2 separate regions of the Sus scrofa genome follow, and region 2 is linked to region 1. The links are chromatin contacts, called in public Hi-C maps. All regions are on one chromosome and are shown on one strand. Each heading gives the region's core, a stretch centred on a gene start, on an enhancer-like site or on the middle of the called end of the contact. The rest is flanking DNA. Distances are from core to core; before and after follow the strand shown.

Region 1 (4,048 bases), core at 506-3,005:
AGGGGCCAGCAGAGAGGGAAGGGGAAGGTGGCCCTGGAGTTCCAGGAGGCCCACAGGTGAGAGGGTCACAGAGTGACCCCAGCCAGCAGGGCCCCCCTCCTCAGGGACCCACCTCATCCCAAGGGCTCTGTCAGAGCCAGTGCGCATCTCGCGAGAGCCCTGCAGGCCCAGGTGTGACCTAGAGACAGCACCGGGGGGGGGGGCTGTGGGGGGCCGGGCCAGGCGCAGGTCTCTCTGCCAGGGGAAGGGCAGGGAGGGGAGGGAGGGAGGGAGCAGGGGCCGGATTCCAGGGGGAAATCCAGAGTCAGAGCAGAAGAAACCCCTGCGGGCCGAGCCCGAGGCATAAAGAAGGAAGGAGCAGGTCACGGCAAGAACACATGCCCTGCACCCTTGTCACTCCGAGCTGCTCCAGAGGACGGGAAGATGGCCAAGAAAGACACACACACCTTTTTAAATACAGAATTGCATGTTTAATTTGGTCACAAATTCATAAGGACATGGTATTTTGTGCCCAGTGGCTTTTCTTTCATTGTCTAAGGTTTCCAAGAAATTCTTAAAAGGGATCTTCCCATGGAGAGGAAACATGCACAGAACCCAACCTTTAAATAAAACTTTTAAATAAAACTTCCCGTGCACTGACACGAAGCAATAAAGGAAACAACTTCATATCTCTAGAAGGTTTTCACTGGTAAAAGACACAATAAATATGTGAAGGGATATGACAAACACTGATAAGACTAATACTTTAGAAGGGCACTCACAGAAATCCTCTGAGAGAAGGGCCAGATATCCGGAAAGAAGGGGCCAGAGGGCTTGCTTATAACAGCAGGACCATGGGGGGCAGCCCTTCCAAAACACTCCAGTTGACTCCCGACACCATACCCTGAACGTGCCTAAATGTCAGGCAATTCCATCTTTGGCCACATCAGCTTTGGGGAAGGCAACACACAGAGTCTTGAGACGGAAAAGACCACAACTCCTGAGTGGCCCTTCCTCCATAAGATCATCCTGCAGTAACTGGACGCCTACAAAGAAGGGTTTTAATGGAAGGCTTTAAAACAAACAAACAAACAAAAAAAAGGAATGAAAGGACAGAACCCCAACACATCAGCCATTTTAGGCCAATGCCTACAGTGTTTAGGAATTGGCATGTCTGTGTGAGTCTGTTTCTGCAGGAGGCCAAAGCTTACGAAGAGGTTGAGATGCCCGAGTAGCCAACTCAGACCGCAAAAGGCAGTTCTGAGGCTCAGATCAGAGCACCCGGACCGCGAGTGCCCATCTAGTGCCGAGTCAGCCCACACTGAACACAGTCCACCACCACCAACTGCACTTCCTCCCTGAGACCACGGCAGACACTGGGACCAGATCCCTCCCCTCCCTCCCGGGAACCCAGAGGGAGCCGAAGCTTCACTAACAAGATCAGACGCAAGACGCCCATGTCACTTAACATCTGCACCCAACCTGCATCCCACCCTCAGCACCGAGGTCCAACGAAGAACCGGCGGAGGCCCACGCCTGACAGCCCAGCTCACAGACACCAGACACAGGGCTGTGCAGGGATGCCACGTCTCGTCACGCTCTGCTGACTTGTAAACGCCCACCGGTAAATAAAAGAAATAGTCACACACCTATGAGATTTTCAGGTATAAAAGAGTGGGCACCACAGAGGTCACCAGGTATCCAAGAGTGCGAGACTGCCTTTGAAGGAGAGTGGATTCCTCCAGTGCTCCCCACAGCGGTGCTGGGCTCTCTTCTGCCATTACTTGTGACACCCAATCATTGTGGCTTCGCACCTCTCAAAAAGGCAACCCATGTAAACAACCCAGTGTTATTTCACAGAATCTTTTCTAGGCTACTATAAATACATATAAAAAACATAGAAGCAGGAGTTCCCTTTGTGGCTCAGTGGTTAATGAACCTGACTTAGGATCCATGAGGTTGCGGGTTCGACCCCCGGCCTCACTCAGTGGGTTAAGGATCCGGCGCTGCCGTGAGCTGTGGTGTAGGTCGCAGATGCAGCTCAGATCCCAAGTGGCTGTGGCTCTGGCGTAGGCCAGCGGCTACAGCTCCGATTCGACCCCTAGCCTGGGAACCTCCACAGGCCTTAGGTGCGGTCCTAAGACAGCAAAAAAACCGCAAAAAACAATAAATAGCAGAAAGTCATACAACAAACAGTATTACAGATTACACCCCCTCCCCAACAAAACATAGATTCTATTGTAATACATGAGAGTAAAAAGAGCAAGTCCATTTGGATAAAAAACGTGTCCAGAACTGGAAGATGAGGTCCTCAAACACTCAGGACACAGCAGCACCAGCTTCACCTTCTTTGAAGACGAACTTTCTTGAGCCCACCAGCGTGTCCTCAATTTTCTCCTTTGCGTATCTTTGCCCCAGTGCTTCCAAGGCATCGAGGAGGTCGTTGACTGAGGCCTCCCGCCCTTTGCGGCGGACCCAGGTCTCCAGCATCTCATACAAGGCATCCCCGGTGTTCCGAGCGCGATCTCTGCTCTGAAGGATGTCATTTTGGGTGAGGTCCATCTTTCTCATGAGTTTGTCCCAGCAATCACAAGGCACGATGTTGGAAAAGTCATCAAAGAACTGCCTCAAGCCTAGGTTGGGGGAAAGTCACAGAGAGAAGGTTGGGACCAGCTTCAGAAAGGGCAGAGGACCCTCGGGCAGGCCTGGACCCCAGGGCGGGACCTGAAGAGCTCCCCCTGCTGAGGCAGCTGCTGCTCTGCATCCCTGACCTGCTTCCCAGCCACAGAGACATCGGGCCACACACTGCCTGGGCCCCCTATGTCCCCAGGACACCGTAGGGAGTCAAGGTCACCAGAGAATCCTGTCCTAAGTGAGGGAGAAGGGCCCACCGGGGAGGGGAAACGGACGTCATGGAGGGAGAAGGCAGTAGTGGCAGGAGGCAGAGGGGGCCACCTGCCCCTCTCGTGAGACTCAGGGTGGCACCTGCCCCTCTCGTGAGACTCAGGGCCCCAGCTGCCACCTCGGCACTGGGGACCCAGCAAGGCCTGGAGCTTGGAAGGTCTCTGGCTTCACACTCAGCTCGGCCTCCCTGAGCTGGATGGGGACAAACAGACGCTAACATGTGAGGTGGAGCCGAGGCCGCCCGCCTCGCGGGACTGGGGATGCAGGGCAAGCGTGTGCAACGCAGTGCACACCACCGTGCATAGGTACCTAAGGTGGCCGCTGAAGGAAGTTCATATTCTCTCACAGCTACGCTGGAAAACGTAAAATGTTAACAAGTTATACTAATTTCCATAAAATATGGCACGGACTCAATACATTCCAAAACGTTCATCTCAAAATGTAATAATGGTCAAAAATTGTTGATGGGACCTATTACATTCCTGTTTTCTACCAATTCTTTGAGATACGGGATCGAATTTGGCCACAGGTCAGCTGCCCCACAGCCTCCTGGGGCCAGTGGGTGCCCTGCTGGACGGCACAGCCCCTGAGGTGCCTCAGAGTGGGCAGACCTGGCTCTGAGGCCTTTAGAGTCTGGATGGCCCAGGCACAAGCCATCCCCGGTCTCAGCTGCCCTCACAGCTGTGGGGACGCAGTGAAGACGCTGTCGCGCTTCCCTCCACTCCTAGTCCATGGTCCAGGGAAAAACACTCACATTCTGTGGGGTCTCCACCGTCCGCAGGAACCAGGAGCCGTCTTCGCACCCGAGACCCTTCAGCTGCTGCCGGTTCCTGTAACACGCAGTGGAGAAAGGTCTCGGTCTTCGTCAGGGGTCCCGGATTCGCTGTGTGACCCGGGCAGCCACCCGTCCTCCCGGGTCTCTACAGAGACGAGAGCAACCTGCCACCCTGAGCAGCTCCCAGGCTCGTGTGCTCGTGGAGGGACAGGCTCCCTGCGGTAGGGCTCACGTCCTACGTGTCTGCTCCAGCTTCGACGACCTTATGCAGCCGAGCCGCCGTCCCTCAATCAAGACAGGGACCGTTCCCACCGCCACGCAGTCCCTTCTGCCCCTTCTAGTCCTTTCCCACCCACCGCCTCGGGAGACAGGCACTCCCTCCCCGCTTGA
Region 2 (3,875 bases), core at 74-2,573, 44 kb after region 1:
TTAAGGGGGGGTAGGGTCACCTTACAAATATGCCTTCAGCTGCTAGAAACTGTTAGTTTTTGTTCACATCTTTATAGACTAAGGTTGACAGGTATAGTTAAGAAGACTTAGAGGAGCCTGTCTAGAGTGTGGTCAAGAATTTTTGTCAATTGCTATGAGTATTAAATGAGGTATTGTCTGTGAAAGTGCTTGGAGGAATAACACAAGTCATCAGTATCAACACATTCATTTACGTAACCAATCATATCACTTCCTCTCCTTTAAAATGCTTATTAAAATTCTTCCTTACACTAAGTCCCAACTACTAAACATCCTGTCACTCAGTGATAACACCCACTACATCATTTGCCAAGTATTTTACATACATTGTAACATTTCCCTCAAACAACCCTATTAGGAAATATTACTTTACAAGAGGCCCAAGGTCATACAGCCAGTGAGCGACAGAGGCCAAATTTATGTTCCACTCTGATGACTGTTACCTGGTTCCATTAAATAAGAAACTCTTTTCACCTTTTAGATGGTTCAATTAAAAAGAAAACCAGTTTATTCTTAACACACTGAATATGTCTGTTACTCGTTAAGATTTTTGTGTCTGTGTGTGAGAGAATCTAACAATTCTAAGATAATTAGAAGGGCAAGGGTCAAGGTATGCCCTTTTCAGTTTATGAAATAGTTCTCCAGCACCACCATGCATTACAGATATTAAAGCCATTGCACCGCTCTCAGGGAACGAGGGAACAGGACCCGGAATAGTAAATGCTGTATTGTTCAGCCCATGCTGTACTCTTTCATCGTGAAAGAGATCAACGATGAGTCAGAACAGTTGGAGACGGTTTCAAGGAAAATAAGAACTGAGCGCGATCTTAAGGGTATATTGATTCTGAGAAGGTAACAAAGGGACACTCCAAGATAGAGAAGGTGAGGAGTGAAAGCTTATATATCCTTGAAAATCCGGGTATACACTCTCACAGAGCTTAAGTGATCGAGAGTTTTGTTTATCCGTGACGTTATCGTAAAAGGGAGCTCACTCGGAAGTTTAAATGTCTGAAGAACGCCGCTACAAGGTGATCTGCGTGGCTGACGCTCGTGCCTCTGGCGCCCCTTAGCGGGACTCTACAGTCCTATCAGAAACCACCACAAGTTCGGCGGACAGTCGTTTGCCTCTACGATGCTTTGCCAAACTTCCCGATTCCAGACGGGGTGCGACGATGCGCACTTACCCGCTGCGCACACGCGACGTCCTCCTTACCGCACAAAGGCTGCGGGAGGAGGGGTTGGCGCAAGCGCTCTGAGTTTCTCGAAAAATAGGGTCATCATCCTACTTCCGGGCGCAGGCCGGGCGGAGACGCGTGCGCCGTGAGGACACGCGGACTTATTTCATGGGGCGGTGACGTAATGACAGAAGAGGAGGTGGCCAAGGAACGGAAGCCGGGAGGGAACCAGGACGGAAGGGGACCAGGGCCAGGGTTGTGTTCGGAGCCTTGGCGGGGCTGGGGTTCCGATGTGGTCCCCGGAGCGGGAGGCCGAGGCCCCGGCCGGGGGAGACTCGGCGGGCCTACTGCCCCCCGAGTGGGAGGAAGATGAGGAGCGCATGTCTTTCCTGTTCTCCGCCTTCAAAAGGAGTCGCGAGGTGAACAGCACCGACTGGGACAGCAAGATGGGCTTCTGGGCACCGTTGGTGCTGAGCCACAGCCGCCGCCAGGGGGTGGTGCGCCTGCGTCTGCGGGACTTGCAGGAGGCCTTTCAGCGCAAGGGCAGCGTCCCGCTGGGGCTGGCCACCGTGCTGCAGGACCTGCTGCGGTGAGGGCGGGCCCGGGCCGGGGGGCGGGGCGGCTCCCCGCGGGCAGGGACCCGGGCAGTTCTCCCGAGCGCACGCCGCCCAGCCCAGGAGCTGGCCCCCTGGGCAGTCTCTGTTTGCTCTGTGGGCGAAGAAGGAGGCTAGGTTAGGGGGTGTTGGGAGAGAGAGGGAGGAGGGTGGAGGGAAATTGAGAGGCCAGGGTAGCCTCATTACGGAGATGCAGAGGGTTTAGAGTAGAAGCCAGCCTGTCGGAGGTGACAGTGATTTGTCTGGACTGGAATCCCATTATGTAGTTATTTCGTAGGGACTTCTGAATTCAGATTACCTCGAAACATAAATGGTCCATGAGACAGGATTTATTGAACTAAGGAAAGGCAGAGCTAAGAAGACAGTTGTGGGGAAGAGGCCTGTAGGGATCTTGCTAGCAGCCTCCCAGCAGAGGTCATGTGTCTGGCCTGTCTTGGCTTATCCTTGGCACAAGCGGTTTGGAGCAGAAGACATGAGGGAGGTTGAGGGCTTTACTGAGTATCTTGGTGCCCTTTAGGTGCTACCTGTGCAACAGGTGCAGGGTTTTGGAGCTACCTCAGGTGGTAACGTGGACATCTTATACACATACAACACTTCACAGTGTGCAGGTACTTTGCACACACCATTTCATCTGACCCCCTCTGCAGTCCTGTGGGCAGGTGTCCTCAGCAGACAGAAGAGGAAACTGAACCTAAGGAGATAAGCGACTTACCTGGGGTTGCATAGCTAGTTAGAAGAATGGGGGAACTGGACCCCGGGGTCTTCTATTCTAAAGCATATGCACACGTTGTATATGTCATACCCAGAGCAGCCTGGCTGAAGACAAAAGTCAACTTTGATACATTGCTTTTAGCTTGCTGCTCTTTCTGATCAAGAGGTCTCTCCTCCTTTTCCCCAGCTCTCTTGCCTCGGCTGACATCAAAGTTTCAGTCCAGGCCCGAGATGGGGCGCAGGAGAGACAGTAGCTGAAGAAGTCGGTGAGGAGCAAGAACAGTCTGGGCTGCTTTTTTTTTTTTTTTTTTTTTTTGGTCTTTTTGCCATTTCTTGGGCCGCTCTCGCGGCATATGGAGGTTCCCAGGCTAGGGGTTCCCTACACCAGAGCCACAGCAGCACGGGATCCGAGCTGTGTCTGCAACCTACACCACCGCTCACAGCAATGCCAGATCCTTAACCCACTGAGCAAGGCCAGGGATCGAACCTGCATCCTCATGATGGTTACTAGTCAGATTCGTTTCTGCTGAGCCACAGCAGGATCTCTGAATTTATTATATTTGAAGAGATACTCTTTCTGTGGCCCTTAGCATAATAACCAGCCCATGGGAGCATTCAGTACATTTAGCAACGTATTACTAGTACCATGAAATGCTTATGTCTTATCTCCACCCTGGCTTAGGAATAGCAGAGAACTCTTTCTCTGAACATCTTTGTATTCTTCCTTATGTCTTGTCCTTGACACTAATCCATTGTTGCTGTTTTCATTTTATCATTTGGAACTCCATTTGTAAAGGGAAGTCTCAACACAGGCCCCATGACCTCCTGTGCCTTTGTAGTTTTAGCGGAAAGCTTGCATATTGGAGCCAAATTATAGTTTAGTTTTGACCTCTGTCATCTTCTCAATCCCTCAATTTTCTCTTGTAGAAAATTGTTACGCGGCTTAGAGCTGGAGCATAAACAGTGCTGCTCATAGTAGCTGGCACGGAGTAGGTGCCTGGTAAAAGGCGTTTATGATGATGATAATTAAATGCCTCTTTGTGGGTTAAGAGGGAAGTGGGACCTTGCGTGAAACCTACTAATGCCCTTTTCTTTTTTCACCTGCAGTCGAGGGGAGCTGCAGCGGGAGTCAGACTTCATGGCCAGCGTAGATAGCAGCTGGATCTCCTGGGGGGTTGGAGTCTTCCTGCTGAAGCCCCTCAAGTGGACTCTTTCCAACATGCTGGGGGATAATAAGGTTCCTGCTGAGGAGGTGCTAGTGGCTGTGGAGCTGCTTAAGGTGGGTTGCTGGAAGCAAGAAACCTGGGTGTCATCTGGAGTCATCTCCATGTTCCTG

Evidence for each region. Hi-C and Micro-C count contacts between places; a contact is called where the count stands out from the background.
Region 2: a contact with region 1 is called in a Hi-C map of epiblast stem cells, with 2.1 times the contacts expected there. The contact joins the promoter of CHMP7 here to the enhancer-like site in region 1. A contact is called at or near these places in 1 of 5 promoter capture datasets (liver), 12 of 47 Hi-C or Micro-C datasets (alveolar macrophages, blood, embryonic fibroblasts and 8 more) and 2 of 2 datasets of contacts at active chromatin or transcription factors (alveolar macrophages and skeletal muscle).

The regions. Positions count from the first base shown.
Region 1 is chr14:7,344,341-7,348,388 of Sscrofa11.1, forward strand. LOC100737977 (tumor necrosis factor receptor superfamily member 10B-like) reads right to left here. Exons shown (of 10, transcript XM_021073208.1): 9 at 3,638-3,713; 10 at 448-2,612. The coding sequence ends at 2,299. Among named protein-coding and RNA genes, the nearest start is that of CHMP7, 44 kb to the right of the region's middle. Within about 2 kb of position 1,756, at least 1 of the 83 cell types and tissues checked has an H3K27ac peak or open chromatin away from gene starts, as enhancers often do.
Region 2 is chr14:7,388,743-7,392,617 of Sscrofa11.1, forward strand. It overlaps CHMP7 (charged multivesicular body protein 7), which reads left to right and starts at 1,324. Exons shown (of 10, transcript XM_021074113.1): 1 at 1,324-1,803; 2 at 3,647-3,818. The coding sequence starts at 1,505.